Linked DNA regions of Gasterosteus aculeatus: region 1 is linked to region 2. A link is a contact called in public Hi-C data. All regions are on one chromosome and are shown on one strand. Each heading gives the region's core, a stretch centred on a gene start, on an enhancer-like site or on the middle of the called end of the contact. The rest is flanking DNA. Distances are from core to core; before and after follow the strand shown.

Region 1 (3,798 bases), core at 668-3,167, 46 kb before region 2:
TGGCACTGAACACAAGGGGGTTAGGGAGGGAATAAATAAATGAGGAGGGGAGTAGGAGAAGATGCTCGTTGCCCCTTTGCCCCCCCCCCCCCCCCCCTCCTTCACTGCCGGCCTGAGACCCGGCCTGCTACAGCTTGAGGAGGAGCTTGCACAGCACATGTGCCAAATCAGCACGGGCTGATTTACGGGCCGGCTGGTGTCACGGAGCACGAGCCGGAGGAACCATTTCAAAGCGTCGCCCTGCGTGTCTGCTGACGCCGATTTAGCTCTCGTTATGAAAGACGACGGGAGAGGAGCAGCTCCATGTGCTGCATAATACCTTTTACCTCCAATTACACCCCGGTTAATCCTGCAAATCCAAACATGAAAACAAATGTCATCGTTTGGCTCCTGATCTGGCATCTGGAGACCTGTGAGGGGATAAAGCCCGGCTCATAAATGCCCCGCGGTGCGTCTCCCAGTGTGACTCGGGGGGGGCCTGTACGTTTCCAGCTGCCAAAGGGCCCGTCCGGTCAGCCGGGTCGAGGCCTCCTGCTGACCTTCTCTCACAAAGATTTGACAGGCTGAGACGTTGAATCAAACCCCTATCTGCCTCCAAACAGACGCCGCTACGCCTCCTACGGCAGTAAAAATAAATCCCCACTCGGCATCCTTCGGTGATTTATCTCCTGTAGAATAAAGGACATGAAAGCTAATGTGGATTAGGTTCCTTTCCCGTGCGCTATTTTCCCCCTTCACGCCAAAACGGGTGCAACCAGCGGGATCGGCCCGTTTCCGAGTCCAGTGGGTTTTCCTGCTCCAAATCATTTGCTACACGTGGTATAAACCCGGAGCATGAACCCCGCGGGAACACAGCAAAGCGCGCCTGACCTTTAGTTGGAGGATTAGCCCAGCGCGTGCAACAATAACGGGAGACCATAACGGTGCTGCGTGTGGTATTGCTAATGTGTGCCGAGAAGTCCCCCCCCCCGCTGTGAGGAGGTCAATTAAGACGGGATGAAGAGGGAACGAGAGTGAGCTTGTAAATCATTTTTTGATGTGACGTGTGGAAATTGTTGGATTTCCACATCCGGGGCATAATTTCCTCCATAACTGGGGCATTTGTAGGACTCTTTCTTGTATAAAAGAGGCCGGTGGTGCATTTCCACAACGGCCGGTGTTCTCCTGTTGCCACTGACCGGAGGACCAGGACACCGCGCCTGCGGTACCGCGTCCGGCCACCGGGGGTCAGTGTGGCACCGCGGCGCTCCGCCGTCTGTGGCGTTGGCGCAGACTGGCATCTTGGTAAAGTGCGACAATCTCAACAACAAAAAAAAAATCCCTGCAGTGCTCACCTCCCTCACTTCCTCCGCTTCGCCCTCGCTGAAAGAAATGCATTTTTAAAGAAGAAAACAAAAAAAAAGACCATAAGAAGACCGCGTGCAAGTTCCCGCCCTCGAAAGGACAACAGGCGGGACGCGACGCGCAGGATAACGATGCCACGCGGATTCTTCGCGGTGCCACAGTGCTGAATTCCTTTCACCGGATAACCGCCCCCCCTCCCGCGTGCGCGCGCGAGCCTGCCACGGGTCGATACCGGGGGGCGCTTTGATAGATGCAATGAGGTCCTTTCAGCGCGAGACTTGGCCGGTTTCTCTCCCCCCCCGATGCCGCATTCTTAAATGATTAAAGCTATCGATTGTGGCCTCCCCACCAAAACCAGCCCCTATCTATCAGCCTTGGCCGGATACCAAGATATCACATTTGCACACGGAGGGGCGAGGGGGTGGGGGGTCGAATAAGTGCGCGCGACAGACGGAGGAAAAAAACAGAGCAAATCAATCTTCCGTCTGCCTCGTTGTGCAGGAGAGGATTCCCCGTGTCTCTGCAGTCCCAGCAATTACTCACCAGAGTGTGTGTGTGTGTGTGTGTGTGTTTCCTCAGCCCGGCTCCCCCCTCACCAGAGCCACCAGACTCCTACGGAGCAGGCCGGCCGAGGGGGTCCGTGGTTGCCCTCCACCCGTTGGTGCCTTGCTCGGGGTCACTTTAGAAGGGTGTGTAGAGGCCAACATCCATTCGGGCTTAAAGAGAAGTCTGCGGCTTCTCACTTGACGCCCCTTTTTTTTTTTTAAATCTCCAGTAGGAAGTTTTCTTTCCTGCAGCCGGAGGGAGATGCTGCTTTTTTTTTTTTTTGTTTGCCTTTTTGAATTAAGAGAAGGCAAAGACCCTGCGCGGAATTGTGCGACTGAGAATGTGACTGTTGTGGCTTCCGGCGAACAATGTTGGCCCACCACTCAGGTGGACGTCTGTCCGACGGACCGGCCGGTATCCATGGTGATCCTACTGGCTTCAGTGGTCCCCTCACTTCCTCCTTCAGAGGCTGTGTGAGACGCACTCTTTGTTGACCTGTGCAGAAATAACCAGTAGCACCATACCGCGTTACGCAGTAACAAGACTGGTGTCCAGCGCTGCTTTGAGCCGAATAAACGCGTCGCCTTTGTCCACAACGCAACATCTCACGGGGGACCAAAGACCTCGACATCCTCACGTCACGTATTCAACACCGCAACACATGCTCACAACGTACCGCCCCCTCCACCTGTAGGGCGCCATGGGCCGTTATTTTTAACACCACCCCATTGCCAGTTACTTCACCACATAAACATGTTCTTTTCAGCATACGTGTACATGCAGTGATCAGCAGAAGCTGATTCAATCCACACGCAACGAGTGTTGCTCCACTTTTGTTTTCGTAGGTTTCAATATGTCCTTTTTTTCCCCCTCAACTTTCATGAGCGTACTTCGTTTCATCCTCTCGGGACGAATACAAACTGGTGGCAGGTACTTTCTTTTTAACGCCGTGCCAGGAGCAGGAGGAGAGAACTTGTGTGTGTGTGTGTGTGTGTGTGTGTGTGCGTTAGCAGTGGCCTACATGCCCGTCACAGTGTGTCAGCACGGCAGCTAGAATGAAACCCATTGGCGTGAACGTGGTCTACACAAGCAGAGGCAGCGCACTCACGCATCAGGATTGACGTGTGTTAACATAGTTGGTCCCTAATCGTTGGTGTTCGTGCCCCCCCCCCCCACACACACACTTCTAAAACAACAAATCTCAGTCCCCCGCACATCCTCTGTTTACACGTGACTATCTGCCGCGTCCGTCTCGGTGTAACAGGGAGACAAAAAAAAAAAAGCTCTGCTGCTGCTTCTCGTCTCAAACTGTCTGCCCCCGTCGTGGAGGGTCATCGGTTAAAGGTCACCGCTGTTGGATAGACAGCCGGGAGTATTGGGGGGAGAGAGGGAGAGGGGGGGGGCATGCATTCCCGATTATCCGTAGAGGACCCGGCCCGTGATTCCTGCCAGGCGGAGTGTGTTTGTGATGCCGGGTGACAGGGGAGCTTATTAAATCTGCCAACGCAAAAAAGAAGCAGAAGAAGAAGGATGTGTGTCTGTTTGGCGGGGGGGGGGGGCGTGGGAGAGATATGGAGGGAGGTGTGCGCAGACGCTGAGCAAGCCGACGCTGCCCCCACGGCACTTACATCACTTTTTCATGACATGTCATGTCATGCCCCCCCCCCTCCAACCCCGCCACTTCAGAAGGTGTGTGATAACGCCTCAGACGTTCACTAAGCCTCATAATGCGGCAGATATGTGATGTCCCAGCTTCTAAAAGCTGTTTGCTAACGGCTGACTCAGCTTCTTCCTGCAGATGTGACTTCTGGTTCGAACCACGAGCCAAACAAGCCTCATTGTTTCCATCAGTGTGTGTGTGTGTGTGTCTGTATGACTATATTTGCTCCCCCCTCCGGTTTACCCAGC
Region 2 (3,758 bases), core at 873-3,372:
GTTTATCAGCAGGTGTCTGAAACAGAAATGCGCTGCACGTCCAACACCAGATTTTCAAACCGCGTTGAACTCCGGCGGGCCTCCAATTTTGGGGCGTGACTCTGTTAACGGAGAGTGTCGACCACACGTGAGAGTGTGAGTGTGTTGATTTCCGGTAAAGGTTGCTGGGCGGTTGAGGAGCGTGAATTATGCAGCCTGATTACGGGGCGGTCGCACACCTCGGTATGGCACGTGTGGCCCTGTCAACAGGCCTCCATCTCTGCTCCGTCAGGCTTTAACATTTCAAAAATGAGAATCATTTCGCAATAAACCCCAAATGATACTTTCAAGCAAGAGTTGGACGAGAATATCGACGTCGTTGTCGTGCCCGTCTGTGTGGCAATGGGGCCACGGCCAGCAGCAGGTTAGCTTGTTCGTACACAAACTACTTGGTGTTAAAACAACAATTAACTATTTCTTGGCTGGGCACAAAGAGGGAAGAGCAAATTCTTGTTTTGAGCCTTTTCTTTGGATACATTACCACGCTTACAGTTTCCCCCCGTTTCCAGTCTCTATGCTAAGCTAACATCAAAGCATGCTACATCCAGCATCAACGCCTGCTAGATGTAGCATCGTATTAAACAGAGCGATATCAACCCTCTCACTTCAATGTCCGCAATAAAGCCGATTCAAATATTCCCATAAATATTCAACTATTGACTGATTTTGGCTGCAGCCCACCTGCTGAGAACGCTCTGAAGTGACTCTTAAGCAAGCAAATACCTTTTTTTAAAATTCAAATGGAGCTATTCTGCAGCTGAGCCCTGACATGTTTGATAGATATATTTTCGGTCCCCTCGCGTCAAATCTCATCCAATCTTTCCAGTCGGTGACAGATAAGAACAATAGACGCTTTTAGACGGGTAGAGTCTTCTATTCCGCAGGATGCTATGATTCATCGTGTGAGTGTGGTGAATGAGGCAAGTGTTAAAACTTCCCCCATTTAGGGCCTAGTAATGGACTCGGGACACAACAACGGCCTTCATTGAGTCAACGCTTCAATCTATTTTTTTAATGCGGCGGCGTATTTTGGTCTCTCCGAGAGTTGGAGGTGGAAACCGGCTCGTCAGTGGAATGGGTTTGATTTAAGGGGATTAGGCCCCTTTGGGGCAGAAAAGGTGAGGCAGGGGGAGGACGGCTGAGCTTTATTGATTTTTGTTGGCACATACATCATCTGTCTTGATGACATTGCTGCTGTTGTCTCAAATCCGCCGAATTACTCTCATAAGCAATCATCTTCCGCTAATCCGTCAAAGTGAAGTCGAGTGAAGGGTACGTCTCCGTGCGAGCTTTCGTGTATATATAGCGTGGGACCGCCGTGGCATTTACTCTACAAATCCTTCATCCACGCGCTCCTCCTGTCGGCACAGGAGGGAGTGGACGGGGTTGACTTGAATAGTGAACTCCTGGCCCTTTGTGTGGCATTCTGACACTCACTTTGAGCTATTCACATAATTCAATGGGGTAATCAACGTATGGTTAAGGGATAAGATTCAGGTTTAACTTGTTAACTATTTGTTTCCCACAGAAAAGTGTTCTCTCTCTCTCTCTCTGTCTGTCTCTATAAAAAGGTTATTGGCCGGTGATCTCGATCGGAACATGCTGATGCCTCTTTCATGCTTCACCTCGTCTCACCACACTTCTCTACCCACAAATACACACCTCCGACTTCTACATGAAACAAATGGCACCGGCGCTTGACAGTGTAGGCGGTTACAAGCTAGCGTGTGTGTGTGTGTGTTGAAAGGTTTGTGACCGCAACGCAATAAGGAACCTTGGTTGCAGCTTTGAGGAAGTGAATCGCCTTTGAATAGAAATTTTCCTGAAATAGATCTCAACTGCTTCTCTGTTTCTCCTTCACGGCCACGCTGTCTCCTCCCGGCAGTCCTGTGACGTTTGTGTTTTCCAGTTGCTTAGTGGAAAGGAAAGGGTGCGCACTTGCATCCACGTTCCAGAAGCTGCGGGACGCCGGGCGGCTGAATCCAGGCGACGCGCGCACACACACACAGACACACACACACTCGCCACACAGAGCACTTGTTGGAGTCCGGCGCGTGTCCGGACCAGGCTCTTGGCAGTCGTTCATGGAACGTTGACCGGACAACCGTCGGTGTGTCGCAACCCTCCTGCGGCCATGAATGAGCGCACAGTTGTTAGTCAGCCGCTCGTCGGGTCGGCGCACTCCACCAAATCTTTGTTTTTTCCGGTCACGCCACGTCGCTGTGACACGAAACGTGGGCGGTCATGCAACGAGTTGCCATGACGGCTCGTTTTCTCTTTCGGTAAGCATGACCTCACGTCCCTCACACACACACACAGGCCGAGTGTGTGCGCTGAAGTGGCACCTTGTGTTCCTGCATCCTGGCAGGTTTGGAGGGGGAACATTTAGCAAAGAACACTGGCGGCGTTTATTTCGACTCTGGCTCCTTACGTAGGCGAGTCAACGGACATTTAGATGACAAATTGAGAAAATGTGTGCGTCTTGCGCCCGCGGCTACCTCAGCTGCACGGAGAGAAGTGTATGCATTTGTGTGTGTTTGTGTGCGCGTGGGTGACGCTCTGAATCAGAGGCCACGGCTTGTCCCTTTTAGGCTTGTTGTCTGACAGGGGAAACGGTCTTTTTCCTCCTCGCGGTGATGCATCAACTGCAGGCTGTCAGCTTCTCAAACAGACACCAGACAGAAATCCTCGTCTGAGGCATCTGGGGCTTTGATAATTGAGGCCTTCTGCTGCACCGTGGAGTCTCTCCGGCAGGCCCCTCCGTGCAACAGCGCCGCTTTCCCCCTCCAGAGACACAGAGTCGCAACCAAAACCCCCAAATGGCTGACTGGTGGGCCAGCCCCCCCCCCCCCCCCCCCCCCCTCTTCCCCCCCATAATACCCAGCACAAACCTCACTGTTAATGCCACCATCAAGCAACCACCTTGAAATGGCCGTTTGATTTGATCTTTAAGATAAATCGTGAATCCCTCACTTAGGCCAGAATTGCGGCTGTGGCTTTTGAAACCGAATGAACGAGGCGACATCGCCAGGGAGTCTAGTCCGCCGGTCGACACCCCCCCCCCGACGATCCGCTTGTGTACACGGGCCAGTACGCTGACTCTTACGTGTTGTCAAGTGACTTCTTTTGAAAGGCTTAATTGTATGACATCTCCGCTCCGCTGCTTGATCCACAGCCAAGCATTCGGACTAATGGAGCCGTATTGATTTGTGTGCTGTTACTCAAGGTCTACCTTTCCCTCCCTCCCGCCCTCTGATTCCATTTACTACCCCCCCGCCCGCCCCCCTCATTTCCTCTACCCGCACCCTTCCTACCCTCTCCCACAGAGGCTGGACATGCTGACCAGCATCTACTCCATGTCGCCCCCTGAGGGCAGTTTGTGGGACGGCATCAGCGGCGCCTCGGACGCGCTGACGTGTGTCTACATGCCAGACGGCCTGACGGTCCAAGTTCCTGTCAGAAGAGACCAGACGGCCGCCGACCTTCTCTCTGCATCTTGCAAGGTTTGCTTGGCAGCTTGCTGCGGAGAAATTATGACATTTCACCACAATAGGAGAACAATGCGCTGACAGGTGTTGCAAACCCCCCCAACAGTATGACAATTTTGATTTAGTGGTCTTTTATTTTAACTTAATCCTACCACCTGTACTTAATGGTAATGTTGTGTATTTTTTTCCTGTAATGTGGGGTTTAACTGCACCTGTATACAACGTTAATTT

Evidence for each region. A called contact is a pair of places that touch in the nucleus more often than the background predicts.
Region 1: a Hi-C map of skeletal muscle shows a contact between it and region 2, with 3 times the contacts expected there. The contact joins two enhancer-like sites. A contact is called at or near these places in 2 of 6 Hi-C or Micro-C datasets (skeletal muscle and whole body).

The regions. Positions count from the first base shown.
Region 1 is chr15:4,802,485-4,806,282 of fGasAcu3.hap1.1, reverse strand. The region is part of intron 1 of LOC120833178 (rho guanine nucleotide exchange factor TIAM2); the gene reads left to right. Among protein-coding and RNA genes, the nearest start is that of LOC120833178, 4.7 kb to the left of the region's middle. Within about 2 kb of position 1,917, at least 3 of the 9 cell types and tissues checked have open chromatin away from gene starts, as enhancers often do.
Region 2 is chr15:4,756,310-4,760,067 of fGasAcu3.hap1.1, reverse strand. It overlaps LOC120833178 (rho guanine nucleotide exchange factor TIAM2), which reads left to right. Exons shown (of 27, transcript XM_078089505.1): 10 at 3,366-3,542. Among protein-coding and RNA genes, the nearest start is that of LOC120832671, 35 kb to the right of the region's middle. Within about 2 kb of position 2,122, at least 4 of the 9 cell types and tissues checked have open chromatin away from gene starts, as enhancers often do.